Linked DNA regions of Rattus norvegicus: region 2 is linked to region 1. A link is a contact called in public Hi-C data. All regions are on one chromosome and are shown on one strand. Each heading gives the region's core, a stretch centred on a gene start, on an enhancer-like site or on the middle of the called end of the contact. The rest is flanking DNA. Distances are from core to core; before and after follow the strand shown. Region 1 overlaps Il20rb (interleukin 20 receptor subunit beta). Region 2 holds the start of Stag1 (STAG1 cohesin complex component).

Evidence for each region. Hi-C and Micro-C count contacts between places; a contact is called where the count stands out from the background.
Region 2: a contact with region 1 is called in a Hi-C map of the A7r5 cell line, with 7 times the contacts expected there. The contact joins the promoter of Stag1 here to the enhancer-like site in region 1. A contact is called at or near these places in 9 of 12 Hi-C or Micro-C datasets (the A7r5 cell line, the Rat2 cell line, frontal cortex and 5 more) and 1 of 1 datasets of contacts at active chromatin or transcription factors (oligodendrocytes).

What each region holds. Positions count from the first base shown.
Region 1 is chr8:109,861,541-109,867,344 of GRCr8, forward strand. Il20rb (interleukin 20 receptor subunit beta) reads right to left here. Exons shown (of 7, transcript NM_001173438.1): 6 at 2,477-2,619. Among named protein-coding and RNA genes, the nearest start is that of Il20rb, 25 kb to the right of the region's middle. Within about 2 kb of position 3,376, at least 33 of the 93 cell types and tissues checked have an H3K27ac peak or open chromatin away from gene starts, as enhancers often do. A contact at or near this core is called in the A7r5 cell line, where this site is marked.
Region 2 is chr8:110,055,151-110,060,954 of GRCr8, forward strand. Stag1 (STAG1 cohesin complex component) reads left to right here and starts at 2,906. Exons shown (of 31, transcript NM_001108179.1): 1 at 2,906-3,127.

The sequences.
Region 1 (5,804 bases), core at 2,126-4,625:
TACGTTCACATGATGCACTGATAGATACACAAACACCCATTCACATGAAATAAAAGCAAATAAAGCTTTAAAAACATAAAAGACACATATATGGTAATTCCTATAACAACCATGAACAAAACAATGTGAAGAATAACAAAAAATGATTTAAAAATTATAAAGTTTATAATATACTGGGGGCTGGCTTACTAAAGTGCTTGACTAGCATGTACCATGGCCCTGGGTTCAAACTTCAGTGTCACATAAAACAGCAGTTGCAGGTGGGAGGTTCAAGGTTATCCTTGAATGTATAGTGAGATCAAAGCCAGCCTCAATAAAAAAAAAAGGGAGAAGAAAGGAGACTGTAGTGTGTGTGTGTGTGTGTGTGTGTGTGTGTGTGTGTGTGTGTTTGTATGTGTGTGTGCGTGATATGTGTGTGTACTTATAATATACTTAATAAACCCTAAAAGAGGCAGAAAAAGAAAAATGGAAAATAAAAACAGATGGAAGAAACAAAAATAAAATCATTAACCAATATACAACTGCATCAATCATTATATTACATGTTAAAGGACTAAACATACTATTTTTAAAAAAGGCAGAGATTACCAGAAGTGACTTACACAAACACAAAATAAGTCAAAACAGAAAACCAAATCAAGTGTCTATAAGAGACACACTTTAAACAAGAACACAGAGCTTTACAAAGGATAAACCATACAAGCAACGAACAAAAAGAACTGAATATTATCAAAGACAAAAAGAAACACATCATGATGCTGAAAGGCTTACTTAAGAAGATCCAGAAATCGTAAATGTGTATGCATTCAAAATGCATGGAAGGTTTCTGTGTGACGGTGCACTCCTTTAATCTCAGCACCCAGGAGGCAGAGACAGGTAGATCTGTGAGTTTCAAGCTAGCCTGGTCTACAGAGTGAGTTCCAGGACAGCCAGAGCTACACAGTGAGACCTTGTCTCAACAAATAAGGAAATAAAAAAAGCATGGAAAGGTAACAAAAGGGAGAAACAGATGTAGCCACATTCATAGATTCTTTACAGCCTTCTCTCAACCAAGTAGCAGGCAGAAGTCAGGGCGGACTCAGTGATCTCAATCAATACACAAGCATCCTCACAACAGCCCCGGCACTTAGCTCTGCTACTGTCAGCTAGCATTATTATGGCTACTCAGAAATATTAGAGACAGGAGAGCTTGTATTAGGATAGAAAGGTGTTGGGGCACCCTGAAGACCGGATTAAAGGGAGAGTTATTCCTCTTGCACAGACCCAAAACAAACCACACAGGCGTTACAAGAGTAGCTTCATTGTAACTGCAGGCTGGCTAGGGAACTCCAGCAGTGTGTTGACTACAGACAGAGCTCGTCCTGATACACTGGAGCAACTGACTGCTAACTCCCCACCAGATAGAACTGTGACATCCTCAAGGTGACAGGGGTGAAAGGGTTGCTCTGCTTCCTTTGTTCTTTCTTGCTTTGATTGTGCTGCTTGGTGTGGTTGAGATCGACGAGGCCTCTGAAGATCTCACATATGTGAGCTACTGAGGCCCGTCTTTACTCTTCTCCCTCCAGGGTGCGGGTACACAGGGCCTACACATACCCAGAGGCTCAGAGCTGTGGTCCACGTTTTCAAGAGAAAAATAAGCATCATTGGCTTATGGGTCACTGAAAGGACAGCTCTGTGAGCAGTCGCTATAAAGGTCCAGACTGTTGTCCAAGGCAAAGCAAATCCCATGCCACATGATCTTCAAATTTGAGAATCATGAGACTCTGCATAGGGATTGAGAATGCAGTTTTGGGTCAGAACATGTTACTGGACAGAGCCGCTGTTAGAATTGGGACAGCCGAGAGTACTCAGGAGGCACCTTGAAAGATTAAGATTGCATGACTCTTGAAACCGTAGGCACCCTGGGCTGAACAACACAGCCACCGTCTTAGTAATGACAGGTCTGGGGGGAACAGCTTAATGGCCTGCCAGAGCCTCAGGATGTCATCCAGACCTTCTCATCAGGAGTTATTGTGACCTGAGTGTATCCTCAAAAACCACATACTGGAAACAAAAGCCCAGCAAAACAGGGTTGAAACAGTAACCGTGGGAGGTGATGAGGTCCCCACTTCATAAATGTAGGCTATAAGGCCTTAAGTCAGCTGGTGTGAAATTTCATTCTATCAGTTAGTTCTATCACATTTAACCATGTTGTAATAGCAAGAAGATCTTTACCCATAAGCCCTTTCTGTCTTCATTCCACCACCACCATCCCCAGCCTCCAGAGCCACTGAACGTCTACTCTCTATCAGTGACCTAGTCTGTAGTATTTTATTACAGCACCACAGACTGAGGCAAGCGAAGTCCCATTGGCGTTTGCTCCACTCTCTGCATATCTTCACAAACCATGAAGAAAGTGTCCATGCCCCCCAAACCCCTCTAGGGCCCATGATGCATCTGGCCAGCATCATACTGAAAGGTATAAGAATGCTCTTACCAAGGTGTCAGGAAGGACAACAGCGGGGCAGCAAGAATAGCGGAGCAGCTGGCCCATCTTCCAGACGGAGAGCAGTGCAACCACAAGAATCAGCACGAAGCCAACAAATGCAAACAGAGCCAGTGCCAGCGGAAGAGACTCTCCTGTGGGCAGAGCACAAGTGAAGTCTTGGGAACAGCAGGGACGGGGGAGCCACCAGGAACCCCTTCCCCAGAGTTTCCTAGGGATGCACTCAGGCCGAGCCACAGGTGACAGCACCATGAGACTGGTGTATCCTCCAATGGCTACAGTGACCCCCATTCTTCTGGAATCTCATGGAGAGTGTTTTTTTTTTTCCCAGAAAGCCACAATTACCATTCCAGTCCTGGGAAGGGGAGGGGGGAATGTAAGACGTTGCCCATGGTAGCGTGTACCTGGCACTACTGCCAGAGGAAGGCGGGCTGCCAGGCCGCAGGCAGGATGAGGAGGAGGAGCTGCAGCAGAACAGCCTAGAACAGGGCTGGGTGGGAGCCAAAAACAACGTGTTTCGCAATTTGCTCTTGGCGTGGACTCTTATGATGGAGGAAAATATTAAGTCCCCTAAACCATCACACCATAACTGACAGATCAAGGTTCTATTACACATGCTAGGTTCTACTTCATCCCCCAGCACTCTGATAAGGTCTAGGCCTCTCTCCTCAGGGTGAGGACCTCTTTCATGGAAGAGGATGCTATCTATGCTCAAGACGGACTAATGGCCTATGCCAGGATTCACAGGTAGGTCTAACTCCAAAGCCTGTGACGAGTTTGCTAACAAATATAGCAAAGAGCACCAGGTCCGAGCATCTGGAGGCAGAAGAGAGGCTGAGCTGGACCCCCACCTCTCTGTTCTAACCTCAAACGCCTGTTTATCATCTCCTGCCTGAGCCTCTTACCCACAATGTGACTCAGCTCATGTGGCTGAGGCATGTGGGGTGGGGCACACGCATTGTTTCACTTTTGGAAAATATTTTGGCAGAAGACATCAAAAAAAACGTACAACGTTCATATCCTTCCAATCCCCTCCTGTGATGTCCATTCCCAGAAAACCATTCCAAGGAAGGAAACAAGTATGTACCTCAGTAAGTGCACAAGGAATGTGCAGACGAGGGCCACAGGCTACCACCAATCTCCTTCCTGCCCAGCAGTGTGCTGCGGTTCATGCATCCCTGTGTGCTGTGACTCTGCTCGAAGTAACCCCCCCCCACACACACACACATGCACCTCACGTGTTATTAGCTGGCTGTTTGCCTCCATAACTGGAAGGCATGGACTCCCTTTTCTGCCCCAGTGGACAGGCCAAGATTTGGCATGTAGTCAGTACTCTGCAAACACCAAAATAAAGAGGAGAACAGCATCTTCCAGAGCCAATGGGAATGATTTAAATGCCAAACACACCAGGCTGATGGAAGATATTATGGAACATTGGCATGGTAGGTTAACAGTTCAGCCATTAAAAGAAGGAACAGGGGGCTGGAGAGACGGCTCAGTGGTTAGAGCACTGACTGCTCTTCCAGAGGTCCTGAGTTCAATTCCCAGCAACCACATGGTGGCTCACAGCCATCTGTAATGAGATCTGATGCCCTCTTCTGGTGTGTCTGAAGACAGCGACAGTGTACTCATATACATTAAATAAATAAATCTTTAAAAAAAAAAGAGAGAGAGAGAGAAGAAGAAGGAACAGGATAGACAGATTGCGGTTTGACCAATAATGGAAAATATTTGGAGAGTAAATGGTATCACTATCAATAAAGATATACTTGCACATATTGGCTTACTGTGTGTCTTTAAAAAGCAAGGTAAGCCAGGCATGGTGGCATAATCCTTTAATCCCAGCATTTGGGAGAAAGAAGCGAGTGTATCTCTGAGTTCTAGGCCAGCCTCATCTACAATAGTGAGTTTCAGGGCATCCAGACCTACATAGTAAGATGCTGTATCAAAGAAGATGAAGAAAAAGAAAGGAAAAAGGAAATGGAAGACATACACTGGCCAATGTGCTACAAGGGATAGCAGAAACAGGAAAAAGGTAAAGGGAACACTTGAGTCCCTTAGTTGAGAAGTGTTGGAAAGTACAGAAAACGCCGAAAGAATAAGTGAAGAATTTGCCTGCAAAAATGTATCTGTGACTTTCCTCAGTGTTGTGATCAAATGCCTGACAAGAAGCAAGCAAAGGGAGGGAGAGTTTATTTTGACTGGTGCTCTGAGGATGCTTCCCATCCTGGCAGGAAGGTGTGGTCATGGGGACAGTTCTCAGTTGTGGCTGCAGGAACAGGAAGCTGTATGTTTACATTCCCCATGGCTCAGGAAACAGGACAGGGAGTGGGGTTGAGCTCTAAACCTCAAGGTCCACCTCTCAGAGAACCACTTTATCCACCTAGGCCCCACCTCCCAATGGTTTTACGACCTCCCAAATAGTGCCATCAGCCAGGCACTAATTGTACAAACACATGAGCAAGTGGGGAGACACTCTATCCAAACTGTAACAGCCAGTCTCTTGAGCATCCTGAAGAAGGCTAGAGGAATGCCTACATCTTATAGTTCTATATTGTTTGGATTTTTCATAAGTTCAACAAGTAATTTTTTAAGTACCAAGAAATGTTACTCAGAAGGTGTTTATGGAAAATGTTACGAATGTATTTGTGAAAAACAAAACAGATATAACTGTGGGATGATATCATACAGGTGGTGCAGGTACAAGATAGAAGGAGGCCTGTTGTTGGACAAGAAGGAAGGATGAGCGAGAGAAAAGTTTGAGGGAAGAGGAGGAGACTGGGAGGGAAGCAGTGGAGACAACATGGAGGCTGATGTTAAGATTCCACTCTGTGTATTTACAGGTTGTTATGCATGTTCTAAAGGGATGCATGTGTACAGGGCTTTGTATGTTTAGGTGGGCAGTTATATCTTATCAACTGGATCAGAGGTTATTGTGTTGTGTGTTCTTTCTAGTGGAGAATTGAGTCGGGGAGAGTGTTTGGTGGCAGACACTGGGCCGCCACAGAGTTGAGATGTGTGTTTCTGGCAAGATATCTCCCAGATACCTTGGGGCACTGCAGTGCTGAATCTAGTGGAGGAAAAGACAGCCTTTTTGTAAGTTTACAATAACATATAACATGTATGTCCTAATGTGCTACAGCATGTCTTCATATGGGTGATAACTGAAGGGTCACAATTCTTTAGAGGGCATTTTCAACAGTGTCAAAGTTAAATGCATGTCTTTTGACCCAGGTACTTTACTTCCAGGAATTTATCATTCAAACACATGCATACTTACATACATACATACATACATACATACATACATACATACATA
Region 2 (5,804 bases), core at 1,656-4,155, 190 kb after region 1:
CAGAGACAGAGACAGACAGAGACAGACAGAGAGGTCAGAACTGTCTAGAGGTCACAAACCAAGTGTGGTATTATACACCTGGAATCTCTGCTCTTGTGAGGTCAGGGTAGGGAATTTTTAAGTTTGAGACCAGCGTGGGTAGAGAGAAAAATCCTATCTGAAAAAGGAGAAGATGTGGAAGAAAAGGGGGAAGAGGAGGGGAGAGGAAGAGAGAAGGAAGAAAGAGAAGCCTAAAACAATTGTCCTGGTGTAAGTCAAGGGGCTAGAGGTCGGGAGGAAAGGGCCAAGATAACAGAAGCCACTGGAGAACAAAAGCAGAGATCTGAATGACAATAGGATCAAGCTCAGAGTTCCTTTTGGGAATTAAATATGTATATACACCAGTTCAATTATGTGTGACAGCAAAATAAAATTTAGACAGCTATGAACTCAAAAGTTGGCTACTCAGGCCCTTGGATATAAACAAACAAACAAACAACAAACGCTGATCTAGCACAAGTCTCTGGGTTGACCCTTAACACGGAAATTGCACCATCTCTAACAACAAAAGAAACGCCCAACTGCTCCCACACAACACAAATAAATGCGGGGCTGCGGTGTAATTCAGTTGTAGAATCCATACTTGGTTTCAATCTCCAGCATGAGGGTAAAAGAAATCTGAAAAGACTAAGATAAAGGCAACAATGCAATAGTACAGCTAGCAAGGAAGCCTGCGCTGGTTAATATATGCACGTAGCCACCCTGAGGTAACCACTGCTGTTTACATCCTACAGCTGGGGGAGCAGGCCGAGATCTGCCTGAACTTACACACCTGTTCAGAACAGTCTAGGCTCACAGATCACAGGGCATTCCCTTCCCCTGCTAAAACTACGGAGTTATGAAGAGACATGAGGGTAAGAGAGGAATTATTTTAAAGTACCGGACTGGATGGAGCTATCTGGAAAAGGAGCGGAAAATAAGGTATCGTCGTTCAGGCACAACTGGGAACCAACAAGTAATTTGGGGACTTTTAAAGAGCAACAACATAGAAAAGGGTTGAGAACTCAGGGTTGAACTGTGGAATCTAAAAAACAAAAATCAAAACAAAACAAAAAAAAGCCCCGGAGCTAGCAAACCCAGTCAGAAGACTAGTGAACAAAGTAGGGGCAGATCCGAAGAAGTAACTTAACAATGTTTCAAGGGTGGATCGGGCCTAGTGAAGGACATGACTGCCCCTGCTCCCCCGCCCCCCCTTGGATAAGATCTCATTGTATCTCTCCAAATCCGTCTGCCTCAGCCTCCCAAGGCTGTGGTTAGAGCACCCACTGCTATACTGATTCTCTTCAGATATGTGGCTGGGTACGGAACACAATACAGCAAGTGGAGGGAGTTAACAGCTCTGATTTTTTTTTTTAAAGATAAATGGAAACTTGAAAAAAAAAAAAACAAACCAGAAAGAACCCAGAAGATAAGAAAATACTGAAGATATTCTAGAAAAAAAAAGGACAATGGTATTCAGGCAAGACTGGGAGAGAAGGGAAGGGGGAATGGCTAAACTAGGCGAGGTTTTCGAGATCACGACTACAAATATATTAAGATAAACCACCAGCCCTTTATCAGAGCCTCACAGATTCGAGATTAAGAAAATATATTAAATTACATATGAGTATGCCTTGGTACCGGCACCCTCGTAACAAGGCAAGCTAGAAACAGGCTCTACAGAGAACACAATAGGAAGTCAATCAGAGGTTAGTAAACGAGATACTTTGCTGAAATAAATGGACCCTCACGAATTCATATCAAAGTTCCTTCAGTGACGTGTAACGTACTTCTGCAACCTTTGGGATAAAGAGCAGAGGCATTTGACGTACTAGCAAGCCCTCAGGACTATAAACAAGTTTAACGTTTCTAAGGAGATACTGAAAATGCAGCTGCCTCTGCCAATAAAAAAAAAGTCAGAAATGAGGCTGATGACCTATAAGAACAAGAATTCACTTCCGTAGTGCCGAGTTATAAGCAGGCAGAAGGTTAGGAGCCTTGGTCAAGGACAGCTAAGATAGAGACAGCAGGGAAGGGGTCAAGATCTGCTGTGGCTGGCTATTTCTCATTCGGCTAGGATCCATTATTCGTACGTCCACGGAAAGCAGTCCAAGGCTGTGGGAGGAGAATCTAATCCTTAGCAGACTATCTCACAATGTAGCTTCTTTCTCACTAACTAGCCAATGCTGCCGCCTTATGCAAAGCCTGCACCTCGTCGAGAACCTGCTTTACAGATGCAGGACGACGCCAATCGGCCTGGAGCGGTCACTGTTTCCTTTAGCTCCGCGGCAAGGGAAGTCCCGGTCCTCGAAACGTTTTTCAACCTCGTTCTGGGAAAGCGCCTCATCAATAATAAACCGCGAATACAATTCTAGGTTGGAAACTCCTGCTAAGCGGGGAGAAAGCAGGGCTCGGCGGCTCCTTGGCCTGCCTCGCCCGAATAACGGCGGGTGTAGGCGACTGGCAGCCTCGGGGCGGGAGCGGAGCGCGGCCCCCGCCGAGGAGGGGCCTCGGCGGAAGAGCTGGGGGCGGATTCCTTCCCGGCTCTCCGAGAAGCTCTAAAAATGGCGGGCGGCAAGCAAGCGAGCGGGTCGCGCAGGCGCCGAAGAGTCCGTCCTTCCGCTCGCCTCGGGCGGCCCACGAGCCGTCCACAGCGCCCTGGTCCTGACGTCTCCGCGGCTCGCCATTGGCAGAGCGCAGCAGGAGCTTCGTGCGGGGGCGGGGCCGCCACGCAAAGGCCACGTTTCCCGCTCCAGTGCTGCGCGTGCGCGCCCCCCGGAGGCGAGCGATAGCGCGCGCCCCCGTCCGAGGGCCCCTGCTCGCGCCTCAACTCCCTCCCCTTTCCGGGCAGGCCGGTCCTGTCAGCGAGGCAGTGAGCACCGCGGCCAGCAGAGGGCGGTCGGGACCCAAGTCTGCAGCGGCGCCATTGGCGTGTGGAAAATGCCACCAGATGGCGGGTTAGGATTGCAGCTCCGTTGAAGGCGCGGCCCCCGCTCCCGAACCCCCGGCGACCACCCCGTAACAACCCCCCCACATCGGGAATAACACACCGGAGACTTTTGGGGGGAAACTAGGTCGACGGCCGACAGCGCCCGGATGGGCAGCTGAGGTGAGCGCGGGCGGCGGCGGCGGCGGCGGGGGGCGGGAAAGGGGGAATGCGGCGGCAGCGGCGCGGGGGCTGGAAGCGCCGATCCAAGATGGAGGCCGGGCGAGAGCCTGGGAGCGCGAGCGGCGAGCGGGCGGGCCGGCGCGGGCCCCGCGCGGGGGAGGGAGGCCGCGCGGGCCTGTGCGCTGCGCGGCGGCTGCGGGCGGCCGAGCGCCCGGGACCTGCTGTGGGCGCGGCGGGCGCTCCGCTCCCTCCACCCCTCCCGCGGGCCGCGAAAACGGTGCCCCCGCCCGCCCGGGCTCCACGGCGGTAGCGCGGAAGCCTTTGTGGCGCGCTCGGGCCCGCCGCCAAGCCCGCCCTCCGCCCCCCCCGCCCGGGCTCTCGGGACTCGCCCGCGCCCGGGCCAGCCTAGGCGGGCTGGCGCGAACGCCTTCCGCCGCCCTGCGTTTCTGCGGTGCTTTAGCGGCGGCGGCGGCAGCGTCACATGACAACGAGCTCGCTTCTGCCGAGGGTCCTGGGGGTCGCTCAGTCCTACTGCTGGTCCAGGCCTCTGGTGGCTGGGGTGGGGCAGGGGGCTGAGGACCCCGGCCGACGGGGCGTCGCAGCCTGGCTTTCCCGCTATCTGTCGTCCGAGCCCGGGACGGGGCCTCCTGGTGAAACGTGTCCAGGCCGGAGCACTGCCCCGCTAGTTTCCCAATCCCCCGGGAGATGAGGCCAATAAAAGTTGTTTTTCCTCTTCCCCGAAGGTGGGGGGCGGGATAAAGAGCTGGGAAACCCGAGGGCTTGGAGTTGGACCTGAGCCTCACTTGGAGGGGTCCGAACCGAGTGCTGTTTGTGTGCAGTAGAGACCACAACATTTTCTGGTTTTCGGATTGTCACGTCACACGCTTTTGCCTACATTAGAATTGTTACTGATTCTTTCCACATTGTAGACAGTCGTGTCCTGGGAGTGTTAAGCTGTGGGATGGTTTTGGAGCCCTATAGACCCCAAATAGTGCACTTTGTGGTACCTAGTTATTTGCTGTTGAAGTTGGTGTTAAGACGAGGGGTATGTGATTCTCTCCTGGTTGTGCTTAGACAGCTATATTTTACACCTAGCAAAAGTAGTGTTTGTGAAAGTACCAAAATCCGCATAAAGTTGTACAATGTGTAACTTAAATGGAATTTGTAACTTTACCTTTAGGTTTCACAGTGTATTTTTTTTATAGAAATTGCAAATTCGGATGGCTAAGCTCTCTTATGGAAATGTACAAAACAGTGGGAATAAAAACGGTTCGTGAATGATGGGTGATGGATGGTCTTATAATGTATATAAATCGAGGCTAAAAGTTTGATCAAGAAATACTGAAAGAACAAGAAATGATATTAAATTGTTTTTAATTATGGGGTATGTAACAATTTTTTTACCCAAATAAACTCAGAGAAACCCCACAGGTGTTTTTTTTTTCTTTGCATTTTAAAACTATACTTTGGAGTGCTTTATGTTGGTCTATGCCTGTAATTCTGGTTACTCAGGAGCCAGAGGCAGGGGGAATCACAAGTTGAAGTTAGCATGGACATTTTATGAGATACTGTCTTTAAAAAAACAAAACAAATAGAGGTCAGGTATGGTCATCTTTTGAAGAGATTAATACAATTACTGTGTGGTTACTCCCTCCACAACCAACAGGATCTCATTGTGTAGCCCAGGCTGGTCTTGAGATCACTATACAGTCTAAGGTGGCCTTTAATTTAGGGCAGTTCTTTTCTTCAGCCTATGGAGTGCCTAGATTATAGGTGCCAGGCCAGCCAATTACTGAATGGCTCTTTTGTTTTTTGATTTTTTTTTTCCAGAAAGGACTTTGGATGTAGTTCAGGATGGCCTTGAATTTATAGCAATTCTTCTGTTTTATACTTTGAAATGCTGGGATTACAGCCACTTTTGGCTTTGAAAGGTTTTTTTTTTTTTTGGTTTTTTGTTTTTGTTTTTTTAAAACTCAAGCTGTGCTGCAAGGGGTGAGCACTGAAGTTTCTTGAGGCGTCCCCTAGGTTTGTGATCTTGTTTACTTTTTACCGTCCTCCTTTCTAAAGTTGAGGAAAGCCAGTGGTTCTTTTACACATTGAAAACCCTTTTAGTTATAACTTTTAAAAATTTATAGTTACAATCTCTGCTTTACTTGCCTGATTATAGGTGGATATATCTTAATTATCTTAGTACTATAGGAGATCTAATGCATCTTTGTTAGCTTTTGGCCAAAGCCTGTAATTATTATTATTTTATTTATTTTTGACATATAGTCTTAATAGGCAGCAGTTCACAAAATGGCTACTGTAGTAATCAGTGTCTCTGACTTCTGTCCCTAATTACTATAGATTTGAAGACTGCTTTCAGAAGTTAACCTGATTAGGTCAGCCCCCCAGATAACCTTTTATTTAAATTCAGTTAACTATAGGGACATTAATTACACATACAAAAATTACCCTTTTCCCTCTCTAGTATAATCATAGGAAAGTTATCTTGGTATATTTACAGAATCTCTCCCACTTTCAAGGAAAAGATAGTGTGAGTATCATTTATTTATTTCTAATGGGGAGAGAAGCATCTTCAGTGACCCTTTTAGAATCTGAACATAAGGAAAAGACAAAGCTAAAACAGTCACCACTTCCCCACCCTTTCTCTTCTCCCTTCCTCTCCCTTCCT